Regions from separate parts of the Sus scrofa genome. Here region 2 is linked to region 1. A link is a contact called in public Hi-C data. All regions are on one chromosome and are shown on one strand. Each heading gives the region's core, a stretch centred on a gene start, on an enhancer-like site or on the middle of the called end of the contact. The rest is flanking DNA. Distances are from core to core; before and after follow the strand shown. Region 1 holds the start of ENY2 (enhancer of yellow 2 homolog (Drosophila)). Region 2 holds the start of EMC2 (ER membrane protein complex subunit 2).

Region 1 (6,739 bases), core at 2,221-4,720:
GAAACACTAAGTAATATGTAAACCAAGATCAAATAATGGGGTATGAGTTAGCTAGGTGAAACATAGGAGGAAAATACATTTACTGAACGAAGAGTCTAGGGAAAAAAATGAAATGGAATTGTTGGGTCAAAGGGCATTAAAATTTTATATGAGTTTTTTTGCTTAGTTCTTTGGAATGGAAAAAGACAAAGTGACATTTACTGCTTATGCAGCAGAGGAGATTCTAAAACAATATTTAGGGCGAGAATAAAACTCACTGCTTCAATTTGAGACCAGACACCACAGCTTCATTCACACGCCCCAAATGCAAAGCATCATACAGGTGTCCGCCAACAGTTTGTTGAATTAATATGAACTCCTTGGGTTGGTTATAAAAGATATCAAACTATGAGAAGGAGCAGCTCAATCATACCTCACAATATCTCTAGAAATGAGTTTTAATTTTTTTAAAAATAAAAAAAAGAATTAAAAGAATTAACCTGTTCTTCTTCATCACCCTCAAGAAATTAAACAAAAGCCCCTCATGTTAACTATTACAAAGCTTCCAAACTGATCCCTTTGTCTCCATTCCCCTCATCTCCATAGAGCCTTGGAGCAAACTATTCAATCCCCAAATCTGTCATTTCCCTTCTATAGTTAAAATCCTAAGTGGCACTTTATCACCTCCGATTGTGCATCCCAAACAGACTCTAAGACCAACAATGGTGAAAAGAGGGGAGAAAAAGAACAACTTAGTTTCTCATGAAGTTAATGTATTTAATTTAGAGAACTTTTCATTGTGAGATTTTGCTTTTTTGGTGTTAAAATATCCTTCTGTTTATCAAAGGATGGGTGAGTGCATATTTTTTTTAAGAACCATCTCCACTTAGTAACTTAAAAAGTTGGCAAATCTATGACAGCTGAGCTTTATTTTTTATTGTAATGGTCCTTGGAAAAGTCTGGGAAACACTGACTTAAAGGATAAAGTCCAAAAGACAAAAAGTGCCCTTACCTATCTAAGTTCTCTCACTTTCCCAGAAGACTTTTTTGCTCTGGAAATATAACATTGCAATAATGCCCTGCACATGACCTAATTTCTTCCCTTTGCTCACACTTCCCCAGGAATGAAATGACCTCAAACAACTTCTCTTCTCCACTCAATCTACTAACTACTCACTATGCCAAGCACTACGGCAGTGAGTGGTTTTAAAAAACAAAACAAAAAAACACCACTGTAAGCATGGAGCTCACAGCCTAGTGGAGGAAACACATATGAAATGAATGAAGAATCAAAAATTATGATTTAAGTACTATCCTTCAGAGAACAGAATGAAGGAGCCCAAAATCAAAGGCAGGAAGCCTAGTCAGGAAGGTATTACAGCTCCGGTAAGAAAGAACAATTTGAACAAGGGAAGAGGCATAGAGAAGTTAAGATTTTGAGTTGACTGGATTTGCTGAAAAACCGAATAGGAGATAAAAGAGAAGAAATACACCAAAGGATGACTCCAGCATGAGCAACTACGTCCACCTGAACTAGCAGTCCCAATTTTTTATGCTTCCCTGGATCTATTATGCCCTTCGGTTTGAGCTTCCCATACTGACTCTAGGCTGGATTATAAGACTTGCTTTGGCCAATGAGACAACAGCGAACATACTGCAAGCAGAGCTTTACAAAGCTCTTGGGCACTGCTTCTGGTCTCTTGGGATAAGCCTGTGCCAGCCTGATGAAGGATGAGACACCACTTGGAGGAAAGCCAAGCAGAGAACATCCACAATCATCCTAAAACAGCCTAGAGAACCCCCAAATATATGAGAAGGGTGTCCATTCATGACTAAAACCACCTAGTTGACCTTATGAGCAATAACAACTGCTTATTGTTTTGAGCCACGGAGTTTTGCGGTGATTTTTTTAATGCAAAACATGGTGGTATCATTTACTTAAATGGAGTGGGAGAAAGGGAATGAAAAGAAATATCAAGATCATTCTCTGACCCTGATTAACTCCTACCTATCCTTTAAAGCTCAACTTAGATATCACCTTCTCCAGGAAGCTTCCCCAGATGTCCCAGGCTGGTCTGGGAAAGATAGTGAAACACTATCATTATGTTTTATACATATCCCTATCAATGCCTTACCATACTGTCCTATAATTATCTGCTTACACTTTTCTTCCTAAGTAGACAGCATTTTTATGTTATCGACTGTGCTATACTCATCTTGATAGTATCAGCATGTTACATAAAACAAGCTCTCAAAAGAGGTTTCTTAATATATAGTAAATGAATAGACTTGTTTGATGCTAAAAAAATCTATTAACTCTAGGTTATTTCTCCAAGTGTGATCCACTGACAATATACATCAAAATCAGCAAGACTGTGTATTAAAAATGCAATTTTGGGGTTATCACTAACAAAAATTGCCATCCATTACGTTGTAAAAGCAAGGCTGAATATTCCCGCCAGCTACAGATAAACAAAACAAGTAGCAGGAGTGTAGGTACTAACCCAACTTTTCTTCGAAATTTTCTCCAGATGTAATGTACGTGAGAGTCCTTAGTCTGATGGCCCATAAGTAAGTGAAAATGCTCCTAAGTATAATAGAGTTTCTCTTCTAAGAATTGGGTCTCGGCCAGAAAAAACAGGAGCAGAGGATCCTCCAAAGAGGCGTGGCTTCTCAACGCACCGGTTTACAGAGGATGCTCCAGGAGGAAAGCCTGTCCTGAGCTTTCCCCGCAGCAAGGGCCACACCAGGACCGACAGGCAAGCGGAACCTAGGCATCACCCGCGGACCTCGGAGCCCTGGGAAGCGAAGCCAAGGGGCGGCGCAGGGTCCCACCGGAGGAGCCAATCAAAGGCGGCTCCTTCAGGGTTCGGGGATGGGCTTTCATTTTCCACAGGCAGCCACCCGGGGTCCACCCCAGCCCAGCAGGCCACGAAGAAGGCCACGGTCCCCTGGCTAGCCACAGCCAGCAAGGAAGAAAATGCGGGAAGAGTCGGGCCAATGGCAGCCGAAGGGGGAAAAGAACAGAGTGCGAGGGGGCACCGCCTCGTCCCACCTGCGTCAAGTTCCAGCTGGTAACAGGGCAGCGGCTCGAGCGAGAGCTTGTAACCCTCGAAGCGGGGATCCAACAGAGGTCTCTTCACCCGCAGGGAGCAATTAGCGGCCACATCCATCGCCTTGCGAGGTGCTAGCGTGAGAATTAATAAAGCTCTTGTTGAAAGATCCGCGCTCCCCTCGTAGCACCGAGGCTGGCTGGCGGCGTGGTTCCCATCCCAGAAAACACTGCGGCGTAGCGTGCCTTCTGGGAAATGTAGTATCCACGAGAAAGTTGGCTCTGTTGCATGCTGGGATATGTAGTTTTCTAGGCGCTTAATGCCCGTGCGAAAGCAGGATCTGGACTCTCTTACCCAGAGGACTGAGCAACCAGGAGGCGGCCCGCGCTGGTTAAATTCTCACATTATAGGCAGGGTGGCGAGACCCCGCCCCGGAAATGCGTGTGCTAGCTTTCTGTGTGCTTAGGTGCCCGAGCTACTGAGGGTCTAGGTCCGGGCAGCCGAAGAGTGTGGTAGGTAACGGTCGTCAGCGCAAGGGTCATTTCGTCGCTGGGAAGGGACGGCCCTCGCCCGCGGTGATGGTGGTGAGCTATGCCCGTGGTCCTCAGGGCCGGGACCCGGGCCCAGCCCAGGCTCCTTTCGATGTGCTGTCTTTCGTTAGCTTCCCCGACCCGCGCTCGCGGGCCTGTAGGGCTCTCCGACAGGGCGTGCTACCGGAGTTGGCCTGAAGCCAGTCCTCGCTTTGTTTTCTGGCTCCTCCCCTCCCGCCTCTCCCGCTGTCTCCGCCCTATTCTATTTTCCCAAAGAATGTCTGAACTGGGAGGGATCCCCTAGCGCCCTTGTTTTACCAGTGAGAAAACTGAGGCCTTTAAGAACTGACTTGGCCAAGGTCACTATCCGTATTTTAGGGGCCAAGGCAAGATCAAGTTCAATATCCTAGGACTGGTACTGACTAGATCTTAGTATTACTTTGAAAATGTTGCCCTCCAACGTCAAAAGCGAACATTTCTTACTACGTTCTCAACCTCTCCTTTCTCCTGTTCCATTAAAAAAAATAATAACTGAAAACTCACTACCAGTCTGAGTTTCATATGAGCAACGAGATGGGAGACAACAAAAGTAGTCTAAAGTTAGTGACAGATGAGCGGAGTAACGTTAGCTTATTCCAAGTTGTACAACCCAATCTTCCTCTCCTTTCTACACCGTTTTGGTTGTCTGTTTTTCTGAAAATTGAGAATTTTCTAAGTTAGGAATTAGTTTGAAATTTGTTTTCTCCTTATCCCAACCGGCAAGCTTTGGTAAAGAATACACATATACTTACTGTTAGTTTGGCAGTTATAATTCTGGGTACATTATAGTGAAAAGCGAAGTAAAGCACTTAGGAGCCTTACCGGGAAATTTCGTTTTTCACCAATTGTGCTTAATCTTTTATCGATATTGGGGTATTATAGCCAAACTTTTGCATGCAGTTAAGGTGCCAAAGTGATTAGCAATCAATTATGGTCTGGGGACCTCTGGGGTCACAGTACCTGAGTTCAAGTCTTGCCTTCACTTTTTTATCCTCGTGCCTCAGTTTCCTCATCTGTAAAATACAAATTATGTTAATAGTACTTACATAAAAGAATATGATCTGGGAATTAAATGAGTTAAAAACTCAGTGCCTTAAGTCAGTGACAGGCACACAACTGTTTAGTAGATGTTACAATAACTGTTATTGTCCAAAGACTCGTTAATAAAGGGTATATGGGGAAGAAAATTCTAAAGTTCATGATTATGACTGCTTGGGATGCAGTAAATAATATTAAGAATAATGATACTGTGAACACATCAAAATTTATCACCCCTTCAGGTGACAGACACTGTTAAACATATTGAGGTGCTTACCTAGAGGATTTAGAAGAAAATGCTTTGTAAGTGTTCTGTATCTGAAAATACATGTTGATGTTCAGGTTAGCAAGATGAACAAAGATGCGCAGATGAGAGCAGCGATTAACCAAAAGTTGATAGAAACTGGAGAAAGAGAACGGTAAGTAATAGATTGTGTTAATAAATTACATTTAACATCTTTAAATTACAGTTATGTTTTAAGAATCTAAATATCAAGTAACAAAACTGATGTCAGTGGAAATAATTACAGAAAATTGAGATTATCAAAAGCTTGAATTCCTAATATCTATAAAAAGTGGTTAGATCTGTTCAATATTGCAAGTCTTGGAAGTAAAAATGTAGAAAGATGAATAATAAATGACTCTCCAAAAATGTGCAGTCTAACGGAGAAGAAAACTATGTGCCCAAATAACTACAAATGCAGATCCGATGTTACCTGGTTTTTAAGAGGGAAACAACATGATGAAACCAGTTTCAGTAACCAGCTCTCTTAACCTCAGAGAGCATATACTCTTCCTGCTCTCTGAAACATTCTTCTTTCTTCCCCCATCTTTAACTAATTCTTGCTCATCATCAGGCCTTAATTTAAATATCATCTCTTTTAGGAATCTGTTATCTCCCAAATACCTTGTTCTGTCTTAGCAATTAATCACCTTATCTTGTAATCACCTACTTTGTTTGTATTTATCCTCCAGTGTAATCTGAGTTCCTTGACAGCAGAATACTACTGTATACTGAGTATCATGCCTAGTGCATAATTGGCCCAGTAAATATTTGAAGAATGTTTGGCACTACAGTGGAGGGGCTAAGGAATCAAAAAAGGCTTCCAGGAGCAGGGTGATAAATTGTATAAAATGAGAGAAATATATATTAAGGAACAAGATGGATCTTTCAGCTCTACCTGGGGATTAAGGTGATCATTAAAGGTCTCAGAGCAGAGTAGGTATGGTACTGCAACTGGAAGAGAAGCATTAGCAGTTCCCCAACCCAGCAAAGGAGAGAGGATGGTCTAGGCAGATGGAACCAAATATGCAGTCAGAGAGATATGTTACAATATGATCATATTCTGGGGAACTGCACAATTAAAATGTGAAAGACAGTAGACAGGAGTGTGGCTTTTGTATCATCAGAAATCTTTCCATGGAAAATTATAAACTTGGAGTTCCCGTGGTGGCGCAGTGGTTAACGAATCCGACTAGGAACCATGAGGTTGCAGGTTTGATCCCTGGCCTTGCTCAGTGGGTTAAGGATCCAGCGTTGACGTGAGCTGTCATGTAGGTCGCAGATGCAGCTTGGATCCTGCGCTGCTGTGGCTCTGCCGTAGACTGGTGGCTACAGCTGTGATTCGACCCCTAGCCTGGGAACCTCCATATGCCGTGGGAGCGGCCCTAGAAAAGGCAAAAAGACCCAAAAAAAAAAACAAAAAAGAAAAGAAAAGAAAATGATAAACTGAACTCTATAAATGGCTCAATCAATGGAAGTATGTTAGCTTATGTAGGAGCTGCAGATTAAGGATCTGACATTGTCACTGAGCAGCTTGGGTTGCTGCTGTGATGCAAGTTTGATCCTGAACCAAGAACTTCCACATGGCGGCCAAAACAAACAAGATCCTGTAACTAAAAGTTTAGTGCCTAAAAGTGCTCTAGGCATCAGTGGATCCAGGCACTCAAAAATTGTTGCCAGGAGTGTCATTTCCTCTCTCAACTCTGCTTTCCTCCTTGTTAGCCCTATTCTTGAGAAGTCGCTACCCACAAAGTGGAAGAAATTAGCAGTTCAAAATTTACATCCCTCCAGCTGAGACTACCTTTCTCCTAGTGGTT
Region 2 (6,739 bases), core at 1,855-4,354, 880 kb before region 1:
AGTTGCTTTGTTATGTACTAGTATCAACAACTTGAGCATATTATTTCATTTAAGGGCCTCAGATTAGGAAACATGTACAATGTCCATCAGTGTTTTTCTTTTTCTTTTGTATTTTCTAGGGCATATGGAAGTTCCCAGGCTAGGGGTCTAATCAGAGCTGTAGCTGCCAGCCTACACCACAGCCACAGCAACGCGGGATCCAAGCCGCATCTGTGACCTACACCACAGCTCACGGCAAAGCCAGATCCTTAACCCACTGAACGAGACCAGGGATTGAACTTGCAACTTCATGGTTCCTAGTCAGATTTGTTAACCGCTGAGCCATGACGGGAACTCCAGTATTTTTCAAAAATAGGACACTTTACCACCCCTAGTGGGTCACAACTAATATTTTTTATAAAATAAAATGGAATTGACTCAATTAGAATAGAAAATATAAAGAACAAGACACATTAGAAGGCTAGTTTACAAAATTTTGTTTTGGCTTTAAATATATGAATGCATATGATGTGATGTAAAATGTATTCCTTAATGTGAGTTGCAGGCAAAAAAGTTTGACAAATCTTGTTCTAAAAAATCGAACTGCCTTCTAAGTTTAAAATGAAATTATTCTAGTTTCCAGTTCAAAATTTCTGATATTGACCTCTTTTAACTCAATGTTAATGGTTTATTGCCTGATAGACAAGAGTAGCTAGCTACAAAGACATTTAGTTAAAATGATTAGAAAATATTTCCTACCTCAATTAGTTGTAATTGTTAATACCAATTGTAAATCATTAAAAGACAACCCCTTGGGCTCTTACCCACTCTGGGCAAATGCCAGACCCAAGGCAGAGAGGAGTTTGGCATGTTTTAGAAAAAATATTTGCAGTCTAGTGAAAGAGATAGAAGGGCAGGAAGGAGATGGGGTAAGAAATGTAGGAGGGAGGTGGCCTGAGTAAAGCCCTGCAAACCATGAAAAAGCATTTTAGTGTATATATTTATGCTAGGGAGAGCCATTTGAGAGCTGTAAGCAAAGGACTTTTGTGGGTTGCTGTTGTTGTTTTACAACCAGTAGGACTGCTGCATCGAGAAAGAGATTTTACACAGTAAGAATCAAACTAAGGTGGTTAGGAAGCTATGACAATCATACAGGTGAAAGATGGTTGTGGCCTTGATTAGGCAGTAGCATTGGAGATTAAAAAAATACGAATTTGGGGAAAAGTTCTGGAAGTATAAAACACAGAATTTGCAGATAGACTGGAAAAGTGGGGTTGGTAAAGAAAAGAATCAATTATACACCCTAGAATTTTAGTTTGTGCCACTAGGTGGATGGCTTGATCAGTTGTGATGGGGAAGAGCAAGCAGGGGACGTGCGGCAGAAATCCATAGTTCTGTTAGAGAGATGTTAACTTTGATATACATATTAGGCATCTAAGTGAGTATGTCAAGAAAGCAGAACTGGGCTTCAGGAGAGAATTAAGGACTGCTGGATTTTATCATCAGCACATAAATAGTATTTATACCCGCAGGACTGTTACCTCCATAAGAACATCACGAAGTGTCTTTTAATCTTGATGAAAACTCAAGGTAGATATTTTCTTTCATATCTATATAATTAGCTTCTATGGCCCACACCACAGCTCACAGCAACACCGGATCCTTAACCCACTGAGCAGGGCCAGGGATAGAATCCGAGTCCTCATGGATACTACCAGCGTTTGTTAACCACGGAGCCAGGATGGGAACTCCAGAATATGGGAACTTCTAAGTAGAGGGTTTTTAATTTTTTGAATGGAGAGTTTTAAAATTAGTTAATTAATTTATTGGTGGCACCAGCAGCATACATAAGTGCCCAGGCCAGGCATGGAACTCTAGCCATAGCAGTGACAATGCCAAATCCTTAATCACTAGGCCACTAGGAAACTCCACGAAGGGTTTTTTGTTTTGTTTTTATAAACTGTCTAGTCTGGAGAGAATGATGCTTATCCAGAACTTTATCCAAGTTTATAAATTCATGTCTTTTCTACCCTTAGACAACTTCCCTTGGGCAGGTTCCACCACTGGTAGTTCCTTTTTTAAAAAAAACCCTACTTTGGTTTGGGGATATGACTGTTTTCCTTCTTTCTTATATCTTGATTGCCTCTTCTTCACTGACCCTTACCTATACCTGTTACACAGGGATTTTTAGCCTTCTTTCTTCACTTTACATATTCCCCCTCCACAATATGTTCTCATTGCTTCAAATACTAAATACACCCTTAGACTCTCTAATTTTTTACTTCCACCCCAGATATTTCTCCCTAGCTCTAGGAGACAAAGTCCAAAAATTCCAGAAAGCAATTAGCCTGGAGGCTCTCCCGTGAGATTAAAGAGGAGAGACTGTGGGCCTGTGACCATTTCATTCGTACATACATTCAGTCCTTCATTTATTTACAAGCACTTACATACTGGCTGCTTTTATGCAGTTTCAAATTTAGAGTGGCAGGCAGGCAGTGGTCCAGGATGAGCTTTAACTAAGGGTTTAAGTTGGTAGGAAGCCATTCACGTGAACACCGTAAGTCCTCAGGCCACAGAAGCATTATGTAAAAAAGAATCCTGCTGAGTTCCTCATAGAGATTTAACGAACACTCTGTGAAGTGTTATGATTCTAGCCTAACATTAAAGGAAAGAGAAAGTGAATCCCATCACGAAAGAAGAAAAGTTGGGGACAGGCAAGGGATTCACGCAGCACTTTGCATCGCAGGGGGTCATGACGAGAACAAGGTACTGAGTAGGGAGCAGGAAGAGAATGAATACACTTAACGTAGGAAAAAAAATTAAAAACCTGGAGCGGCACACATTAATGACCTAGCATTTGTTAAAGATTCATGGTAAAAACCCACACCTCACCGCAAGCAGTCTACAGCGGCTCAGCCCTGGCGTCATCACAGTCAGAGCGCGCAGCGCACCGCCCATTTAGCCCCTCCCTCCTTTCCAAAGGCCCCTTCGCAGACCCGCGTGCCAATGCGCGGCGGATCCCTCCCCCTTAGCTCTCTCGACCAATGAGAAATGGTGTCGAAATTTGCCACCGCCCGGTCGCAGGTCACGTGACCTCGTCTCCCCGCCCTCTCACTCCGCTGCCTCCAGGTTCTGAGAAGATGGCGAAGGTCTCGGAGCTTTACGATGTCACTTGGGAAGGTAACTGCGGGCGACGCGGGAGCTGAAAGACCGAAAGCCGTGGGAAGCGGTTCGGGAATATCTGTTGTCCTAAGAGACTTGGATTCTCGGGTCTTTTCGGCACTGGACTGGCCGAGCTGAGGTGGTGTCTGAGGTGGAGTGGAGGCTGACCTCTTCCTTGGCCTGGCCACCGGCTGGAGGTTGCGGTGTTCCCACCGCTTGTGGTTACCGTAGACTGACTGACCGTCCCACTTCCGCGCAGGTCCAGGGGCCCAGGGAAGCTTCCATTATTAGGCGGCAGGGACCTCGGGCTGGGGTTGTCACACAATTCCTGTGGCTGCTGGGGGGCGCGGAGGAGGCGGGGTAGTTGCCTGCTGAAGCGTCTTTGCAGCCGCCAAAATAAAGGGCCTGTAAAGCCTTTTAAGTGCCGTTTAAGGGTTACAACTCTCTGCAGTAAAGGTGTGTTGGAAACGTTTGAACATGGCTGATTCTTCTACATGTTGTTTACATTTCATTCTCTCTTAAAACCTGGGTTTCTGATTTCTCCCCTTTTTAATTATTCCCTGTCCCATTTCTCCTCAAAACACATTTACACACACAACACTACTTCCTTCTTGTTTCTTACTAGTAATTCCTTTTCTGAAGAGGAAAAGAGCTGGTTATTCGGGGCATGTGCTGAAGTATGAAGGACTTTCTTTCCATACTCTAGTTTAATCTGAGATGGAATGTGTTCTTTAAATTTGGAAGCAAACTGGACCAGTTCTCTAAGAGCAGGAATTTTAGTGGGAGGCATGCATGCTTAAGAGAAGAGCCGTGAGTTTCTCTAAGGCATGAAATTTGTGTAATTGAAATGTATATTTCTAAAATTTAACAGTAGACTTTAACAGCTTAATTGTTGGGATATTTAAACAATGACCTGATAACACGTGGACTGATTGTTCAATGGTGAGTAAATCTCTCCAGAGTACAAAGTAGCAAACAATGATGGGAAAAGGAAAAGGTAAAAGTCCTTTACACTGGTACTGAATTCAATGATTTATTATTGGTTTTGTGGCCTCTCCCATACTGTGAACCCACTGTTTCTACCTGTACATTAAAATCATTGTGTTCCGTACTAGATCTCGGGCATATCAATTTAAGTAACACACAGTCCCTGCTTTCAGGGAGTTCACTGTCTAGGAGAAAGACAGACTTGTAAATACGTAGTTTTAAAAGGTGGGTATCAGGATGATAATGTGGTTGATATTTTAATGCTCTTAAAAATGTTTCAAATATTTTATGCTTTTTAGAAAGTGCTATTTTGAAGGTATGTTCAGTATAAGTTTCTTGGATGATAGTATCATGTATAGTCTTAGGCAATGAGTGGATAAATGTGTAACTACCACAGGGTGACCTTACCCTGTGGGAATTCTAAAAATGAGCAACATAATTGAAAGATTTAGATTAATAACTACTTTACAGTTTGTTGAGGAACAAAAGGGAAAACATATGTTAAAGTTCTTTTAAACTAAGTACATATGAAAAGATGATCTGGGGAGTTCCCATTGTGGTGCAACAGAGATGAATCCAACTAGTGTCCATGAGGACGCAGGTTCAATCCCTGGCCTCGCTCGGTGGGTCGGGGTGTAGCGATGCTGTGAGCTGTGGCATAGGTCTGCAGCTGTACCTCTGATTCTACCCCTAGCCTGGGAACTTATATATGTTTTGGTTGTGGCCCTAAAACAAAACAATAAGAATAAAAAGATGATCTGGCTCCTGCCTGTGCCTCCAGCTTTATCTTAAGCTACTCTTCCCCTTATCTATGAGGTGGTTGTACTGGCCTTTATTGAATTCCCTAAATATGCACTGCTCCTTTTGTCTTAGGATTGGACACAAGTTATTCCTTTTGATAATTTTCTTCCCTCTTTGCTCTACTTTTTTTCCCGTTATACTTTATCATTTCTCAGAATTTCCTGCAAAGGTAACATACTTGAGAGAGCTTTTCTTGACCACCCTACCCCCAGCCATTCCCCATCCTTCCACCAAAATTAAAAAAAAAAAAAAAGAAAGACAAAAATACAACAAAAACAGACAAGCAACAAAACTTAACCCTGGTTCTTTAATTGTGTGTCCATACTATTGAAGTACAGTTGTGTTAAGTTTAAAGATTTTGTTTCTCCTAGAGTGCCATGAGAGACCAGGCCTCTCTTGTTCTAATGTCTGACATATTGGAGAAACTCAGTAATCTGGTGACTGAATGAATTGTTAGTGGGATTAAAAATGAACTGTAATAAGTCTTCACAAAAGACTGTGAGTCATTTTCTCAATGTTGGAATAATTTTTTTTTGTATCTTAGACTTAGGCAACTCAGCAAATAGGATATAGTTTTCTTATTTTGGAATTAATGTTATTAATGAGTAGAATTAAAGTCCTATTTTAGCGGATTTTTTTTTTTTTTTTTTTGTCTTTTTAGGACACACCCGAGGCATATGGAGGTTCCCAGGCTAGGGGTTCAATCAGAGCTGCAGCCGCTGACCTATGCCACAGCCACAGCAATGCCAGATCTGAGTTGCACCCTACACCAAAGCTCATGGCAATGCTGGATCCTTAACCCACTAAGCGAGGCCAGGGATCAAACTTGCATCCTCATGGATGCTAGTCAGATTCATTTCTGCTGAGCCATAATGGGAACTCCTTAGCAGACTTTTAAGAAAAGAGTATTGCAGATTTTTCTTTCAGAGAGGATGATGGGAAGACCCTCAGGAATAGTTTTGTTTTTGTTTGGTTTTTTGTTTTTTTTGGCTGCACCCGTGGCATAGGGAATTTACCAGGCCAGGGATCAAACCTCGACCACAGCTATAACCACAGCTACAGCAGTGACAACACCAGATCCTTAACCCACTGAGTCATGAGGGAACTCTAGGAATAGTTTTTTTGTTTAGATATTTTGGGGAGGGAGTGTCAGTTGGATCTAGGTTCTTTTAAGAATTCCATTGAATGGCGTCGTGGAAGGGTGTTCCTGCTGTGGTGCCATGGGTTAACGATCTGGCTTATCTCTGTGGAGGCACTGGTTTGATCCCACATAGTGGGTTAAGGATCCATGTTGCTGTAGCTGTTGGGTAGGTCACAGCTTTGGCTCAAATTGTATCCCTGGCCCAGGAACCTACAGGTGCAGCTGGTGCAGGTGAAAAAAAAGAAAAAAAAAAAAAAAGTCATGGAAATGGTTAGTTCCAAGAGTAGTATGATTCTTATGATAGGAAAATGTATCACATACTTATAAAAAACTTATATACTAAGTCTAACACTCTTAGTTTTTATTGGGCTCTATAAAAAAAGTAGGTATGTAGTTTACTTAGGCAGCTGAAAGTTACTGATGTTTGTTAAATAGAGGAGTTATTAAGAGTTTGGAGGTGGGAAAGAGAGTTGAAGGAGGGTGTAGTCAAGTTTCTTGAGAATATATTATTTGGACAGGATATGGATAGGATGCCTAGCACAATGCCTGGCCTAAAATAGGCATAAAGTGAATATTTGTTGAAAAAAATATTTATTAAAAATGTTTGAGGAGATTTTAGTTGTATATGCTCACTGTCTCTACTTCTCTTTTTGTTCAGGCCTTCAAACA

Evidence for each region. Hi-C and Micro-C count contacts between places; a contact is called where the count stands out from the background.
Region 2: a Hi-C map of skeletal muscle shows a contact between it and region 1, with 6 times the contacts expected there. The contact joins the promoter of EMC2 here to the promoter of ENY2 in region 1. A contact is called at or near these places in 3 of 47 Hi-C or Micro-C datasets (heart right ventricle and skeletal muscle) and 1 of 2 datasets of contacts at active chromatin or transcription factors (alveolar macrophages).

What each region holds. Positions count from the first base shown.
Region 1 is chr4:28,200,267-28,207,005 of Sscrofa11.1, reverse strand. ENY2 (enhancer of yellow 2 homolog (Drosophila)) reads left to right here and starts at 3,470. Exons shown (of 5, transcript NM_001243454.1): 1 at 3,470-3,544; 2 at 4,982-5,058. The coding sequence starts at 4,991. NUDCD1 (nudC domain-containing protein 1) reads right to left here and starts at 3,290. Exons shown (of 10, transcript XM_021089013.1): 1 at 3,035-3,290. The coding sequence starts at 3,152.
Region 2 is chr4:29,075,410-29,082,148 of Sscrofa11.1, reverse strand. EMC2 (ER membrane protein complex subunit 2) reads left to right here and starts at 3,104. Exons shown (of 13, transcript XR_002343156.1): 1 at 3,104-3,159. It overlaps LOC110260238 (a long non-coding RNA gene), which reads right to left and starts at 2,932. Exons shown (of 6, transcript XR_002343159.1): 1 at 2,867-2,932.